Regions from separate parts of the Zea mays genome. Here region 1 is linked to region 2. The links are chromatin contacts, called in public Hi-C maps. All regions are on one chromosome and are shown on one strand. Each heading gives the region's core, a stretch centred on a gene start, on an enhancer-like site or on the middle of the called end of the contact. The rest is flanking DNA. Distances are from core to core; before and after follow the strand shown. Region 1 holds the start of LOC103630544. Region 2 holds the start of LOC100273433.

What was found. A called contact is a pair of places that touch in the nucleus more often than the background predicts.
Region 1: a Hi-C map of leaf shows a contact between it and region 2, with 9 times the contacts expected there. The contact joins the promoter of LOC103630544 here to the promoter of LOC100273433 in region 2. A contact is called at or near these places in 6 of 25 Hi-C or Micro-C datasets (bundle sheath, ear, leaf and 1 more) and 1 of 3 datasets of contacts at active chromatin or transcription factors (leaf).

Annotation. Positions count from the first base shown.
Region 1 is chr6:167,432,288-167,435,185 of Zm-B73-REFERENCE-NAM-5.0, reverse strand. LOC103630544 reads right to left here and starts at 1,631. Exons shown (of 1, transcript XM_008651594.1): 1 at 540-1,631. The coding sequence starts at 1,372. The coding sequence ends at 932. LOC103630545 (transcription elongation factor SPT6 homolog) reads right to left here and starts at 2,439. Exons shown (of 17, transcript XM_020539606.2): 1 at 2,095-2,439; 2 at 1,814-1,864; 3 at 1,640-1,732; 4 at 407-533; 5 at 243-327; 6 at 16-157. The coding sequence starts at 1,844.
Region 2 is chr6:167,211,962-167,214,740 of Zm-B73-REFERENCE-NAM-5.0, reverse strand. LOC100273433 reads right to left here and starts at 1,454. Exons shown (of 2, transcript NM_001147870.2): 1 at 138-1,454. The coding sequence starts at 1,244. The coding sequence ends at 171.

The DNA.
Region 1 (2,898 bases), core at 382-2,881, 220 kb before region 2:
TTCTGGTGCGGGTACCTTGATGATCACCAAATAAACTGTACTCGACCCTCTCCTTGCCACTGCGTTTTTTGCCTGTTCCATCACCATCTGAAAAACCAGAGTGCTCATCCATTTCAGATTCCCTTCCAGCCTTTTTCAAGCGCTTAAACTTGTTTCCCTGCAAGAAGACAAAAGGAGCATTCTTCATAAACGGGACCAAGAAAATTGGGTCAGGACAGCAAACTATGACTGAAAAAACATACAGGCTTTGGGCGACTGATGCCAGTGATGTTATTATCCTGGAGCAACATATAGTCATCCTCATCGAGCATGAAGTCGTCTGATTCCCTGTGTAATATCTCATACATTTCAGGATAGCGTACACAATATATTGACATTTATCCGTAGTAGGAAGAAATGGAGGTACCTCTTCTTTTTCTTTTTCTTTCTTCGCCTCTCGTCATCACTCTTCTGTTCCTCTTCCTCTCCTTCCACTTCTTCTTCCTCGTCGTCCACTATGAAGTCATCCTTCTCAAATTCATCCTGACCGTCCTCTGCATATAACCATACTTCTACAATTGTTACTTCACAAGCCCAAGGAGAGATCATAATTTGACACTAACAAAAAAAAGTGAAAATAAAACAATAAAATACTGCAATAGCAAAGCATACAAAACTGAATAATTCAAATAATAAGGAAGCAAAACTGCTCCCTGGTGGGGAGAAAACTACACAGCCCACAGAGATAATTGTATATTTGGGACTCTAAACATAGCGCTTCGCAATATTGCCATCCAAAAGATTTACGTCGCAAAAAAGGGACTACAAACATCTTCTACTTGATTATACTACCATTTAAAGTATTGTCTTGCTTTTCTAATCTAATTTCATGTATTTTGTCCCTGATTAGCCATTTTTACCCGTATGTAATTATAGGCACTAACTGAACTTACTACTCGTCTGCGCTCTCGCGCTCAACAGGATCAACAGCTGGCCAACAGGAAGCCAATTGCAACACCAGGAAGCTAGTATTTGCAATTTGCAGCTTGTTTGCGCAGGAACCAGGAAGCTGGTATTTGTAACTTGCAGGATGCAAACAACTCTTAATGTTCACGTAATACTCATGAAACACCAGGACGATGATACAACTTCCATGGCCGGCGTGTCCCTGGGCTGGGCTTATGATGGACGAGGCGCCCCTGTCCAGCATTACATCGCCCAGCGCGCTCTCACCTAGTGCGATCTCGCCCAACGTGGCGGTCGGCGCGGCCTTGGCCAGCGCGCGCAGGGCCGAGCTCGAATGGGAGCCCGACGGACAGTGCAGCAGGGGTGAGCCTGAGGGCCTGGACGGGGTACAGGGTGGCCGTGGCCAAGACGGTGGCCGGTCGTCCATGGCGGCATGGAGACAGAACGCGCACACAAGATAATTTGGTCTCCTTAGGTACAAAATACAGGGAAAGAAGTAATAAAAGGAAGATTATATAGTAAATGGTAGTATAATCAATTAGAACATATTTGTAGTCCCTTTTTTGCAAAGTAAATATTTTGGATGGCAATATTGCGAAACACTATGTTTAGAGTCCCAAATATACAATTGGCTCCAGCCCACAACCGGAGTGAGCCAGAGACAATATGAAGAAATTGTGAGAAAAAATCTGACCATCGTCGTCGTCGTCGTCATCGCGCTCGTCCATATCGTCCCTGTTCCTCCGCGAGGGCCGCGGATCCTCCTCGTCAGCCTCGAACTCATCTTCTAGGGTTCCAAACAAAACCACCAATTTCCATCAGCAAATGCACACAAATTACCACGAAAGAAATCAGCGGAAAATTATACCTTCTTCATCTGAAAGAACCGTGCGCCCCATTGTTCTCGAGGGATTTCAACCTAACCGAACCAATGAAGGATGAATCGGATTAAGTTCGAGACAGTATCAGATCCAGTAAAGGTCATGGGCGTAAACTCAATCTTTTTCGCAAAAAGAAAACGAAAAAAGTTTGTAGGCGTAACACAGGTGTCCTGCAATTGTAACTGGATCATCAGATCCGAATACAGATAGCTAGGGTTTGAGTGCTCGGTTTCGCACAGCAGGAACGGAAGAGAAGGGATACGCGTACCCGGAGGGTGCGCGTCGCCGGCGGAAGTCCCGAAGGCCTCAGCACCGAGCGTAGGACGGAGGCGGCGGCGGCCCAGTCGTCGGCACCAGACAACCACGCGAGAGGAACGGAAGAACACAGTGTGCCGGAGGGGACTGGAATGTAGAACAAAAGGCGGGCCACACCGCCACAGTGAGGTTTCCGGCCCACTAAACGACTTATATCTATCTACTGCACTCTTAAGCTACAGAAAAAAAATCTTCCAACTCTTATATAGGACTTTGTCAAAATGGGTCACTCTACATTACCGCTCTTTAAATTAGGGCGCTCGTCGGTGCGTTTGGAAAGAGGATTAGTCCAGACGGCATCTGTCAGATACCCACGAACGGGTACCTATAGTGAGACCCATAAAACCCTTTCTAGTCCATTTGTCGAGGAAGCCTGTAAAGCGAGGTGTATGACCAAGTCTCCGTCGAACAAGATTGTGAGGCGAGACGTTCGACCAAGTCCCCGTTGAGCAAGGCTGTGAGGCGGGGCAAACGACCAAGTCCCCACCAAGCAAGCCTGCGAGGCGGGCGTACGAAGAAGATCACACCAAACGGACCCGCAAGGAAGGAATTCAGGCCGATGTTGGCCCACAACGGTCGTGACAGCACACATCATCACCAAACTATGTTTGGGCCATGTGTACAGTGCCAAGGAGGACCACGTCAACAAAGTCTCCACAGTAACAACCCACGTACCAGAAAGGATAGGACAACACGTCTAGTGCATACTCGCACATGCTGGAGGGTGACGCAAGGGCATTGACAGAGGATGAAGTTG
Region 2 (2,779 bases), core at 205-2,704:
ATTGCCACAAACGTTAGATGTAAACATAACGTCTTTCTCAAGATGAACTCTTATATCACAATGCAAGCTAACAAAAAACACTTCTCTCACATGTAAGTGACAATGGTAGCAATATCATGAATGTATCGAGAACCAACCAATATGGGGAAGCCAGGATCAGATCTGGCCCTCTAGGCCTGATTGTCGCTCTTGCGATCACTGTGTCCATCGCGCTCCTGCAAGAGCGACCCGGCCTCCTCATCAGCCTGTGTGGCTTTCTTCTGTGCCTCCTTAGCCTTGAGCGCCTGCAGCTTGACATGATTGTAGTAGCCCACCCCTAAAAACGCGATCCCGTACCCGAACAGGTTGATCGGTGTGACGGTGTCACGGATCACAGACCACGAGAAGGCAATCAACAGCCAGTCCTTGACTACTCCCGCGACGTTCATGGTCAGCGCCGAGGTCTTGCCGACCAGCAGGAAGACGGCAAGGTTGAGCGCAAAGGCGCAGAGTGAGTTCGTCCCAAAGACGAAAAAATCCGGTTGGAAGGTACCGACGGCGCGCAGCCTGGGCAGCTCGACGAAGGCCCAGGGCACGAGGAGGAAGCAGAAGCAGCACGGCGCGACATAGTAGAGCGAGGTGATAGGGTTGAGCGAGATGCCCTTGGACGTGAGCAGGATCTGGATGAGCACGAGCCGCGTGGCCTCGAAGGCGACGGCGGCGAGCTGCAGCGCGACGCCGCGCACGTCGAAGCGCGCCTCGCCGTAGGCGGCGATGGCAACACCGAATGAGATGGAGAGCATGTTGAGCATGGAGGAGGACCTGAAGGTCTCCTTCTTGAAGAGGACGCCGATGGAGTAGACGGCGACGGGCATCAGCGCCTTGAGCATCTGGATGAATGACACGGACAGGTAGATATAGGCGGAGTTGGAGAACCAGAGCGACATCGCGTAGAGCGCGCCGATGGGGACGACGGAGGAGGTGTAGAACTGCGGCGTCATGGAGGGCGATGTGGGGAGGTCGACGACGCGGAGGACGCGGACGAGCGCGACGGCGAGGGATGAGCAGAAACCCATGTGCACCATGGTGAGGGAGATGGGGAAGGGCCAGTTGTACATCTTTGGGTCGAGGATGTACTTGTTGTAGACGATGACGGAGAAGGAGAGGAAGATCCACACCGCCACGTAGAAGTAGGAGAGGAGCACCTTCCGGAGCACCGAGTCAGACATGCCGCCGGCGACACCGCCACCGCCGTCACGCCCCATGTCGCCGCCGCCGCCGCTGCCGCTGCCGCCCTGCTGGACCTCTTGATGGTGGTGGTGCAGCGGGAGGGGGAGGAGCAGGCGTTGGTGGCGGCGGATCTGGATCCGGAGGCGGGAGAGCTGTGAAAGCGCGGCGCAAGGGTGGAGGAGGGGGCGGATCTGAGGATTTGAGGAAGAGGTCGGGATGGGTCGGGGGTTTAGGTGGGCTGGTTGGGGGAGCGTGGACTGGGCGCGGTGGCCACGTGGAGAATCGTTGCGTGTTCGCATGTTCGGTAGGGAATATTAGTTTCTTCTCGCTTTTTAAACAAGGAAAAGAGCGATTTAGGGCTTGATTTACGTTAGGTTTTATTGTGGGCCTTTGACTTGTCTTTTCTTTGTTTTATGGAAATATTTAAAGGTGGATCGCTTGACATCGTACCGCGTGATTACTGTAGGCAGCGGCTCCACTGCTCCATATAAATAGAAAATCTGTCTGTATCTCTTTTTTAAGAAATATTCTTTCAGAAATATATATTTGTATACTCAGATATACATCGTATATATAGTAAAATATATATCTAGAAAAGCTAAAATAATTTATAATTTTAAAAATAAAAAAATTATAATATCTAAGTCATTGAGTAAACTATTCCTGCCAAAATCTACCTCGCCAATTTTGTAAACATAATAATTAGCAATGATAACATTTACACATTTCTCCAAAAAGAATTCGCCATGTTTCCATTTTCTTTAGGATTTTAAAACATGGGCCTAAGAGACTTAAATACCTAATTCATGCTTGCATTTTACATTATATTTCACCTTCTATGGCAAATAAATATTTGCAGATGTAGATCGGTGGATCATCTTAGCTCTTAGGATTTCCAGAGCTGACAGCAAGTCATGGTGTCCTGCACGTGCGACTGTCCAAAATGCCCTTCTTTCCGTAATCAATCCAGGTAGCATAAAACATCTGACGGAAATAGGTTGAGTGCCAACTTTCGCTCCAGGTTTTCTACTGTTTCATGCGTCATATATGGGTCTGCTCGCTATAAACGGGTACTGCAGCTGTAGCTGCTGGATTAACAAGTAAAATAACTACTTCTTCCGTCCAAAAAATATATTTTTTCTAGCCTATTTTTTCATCCACATTTATTTAAATGATTATATATATATGAAAACTATATCCATAAATTGCTTAATAAATATATGATTAGTCTAAAATAAATTATATATTTTAGAACGGATAAAATATTAGCTATCTATATCTATACTATATTTGTATTTGTATCTTATGTTGAATGAACTTTGCACCATCTTTTATTTCTCACGATGTTTTATTTTTTTAACCTCCATTTACTTCTCACGCTGATTTTTCTCTGTCTCTCCTAGTATCATTTAAATCTGAGTTTACGATCCATGCTTATAAGAATTAAAAAGAGCACATATTTATGGATGGAATATATTGTGTTGATCATAAGGGAATCAAGTCAAACACTGCACTAACAATCTCTTGGTTATGGTCCCCTTTACATTGTTTAAATAAATAGTGAAAGAAT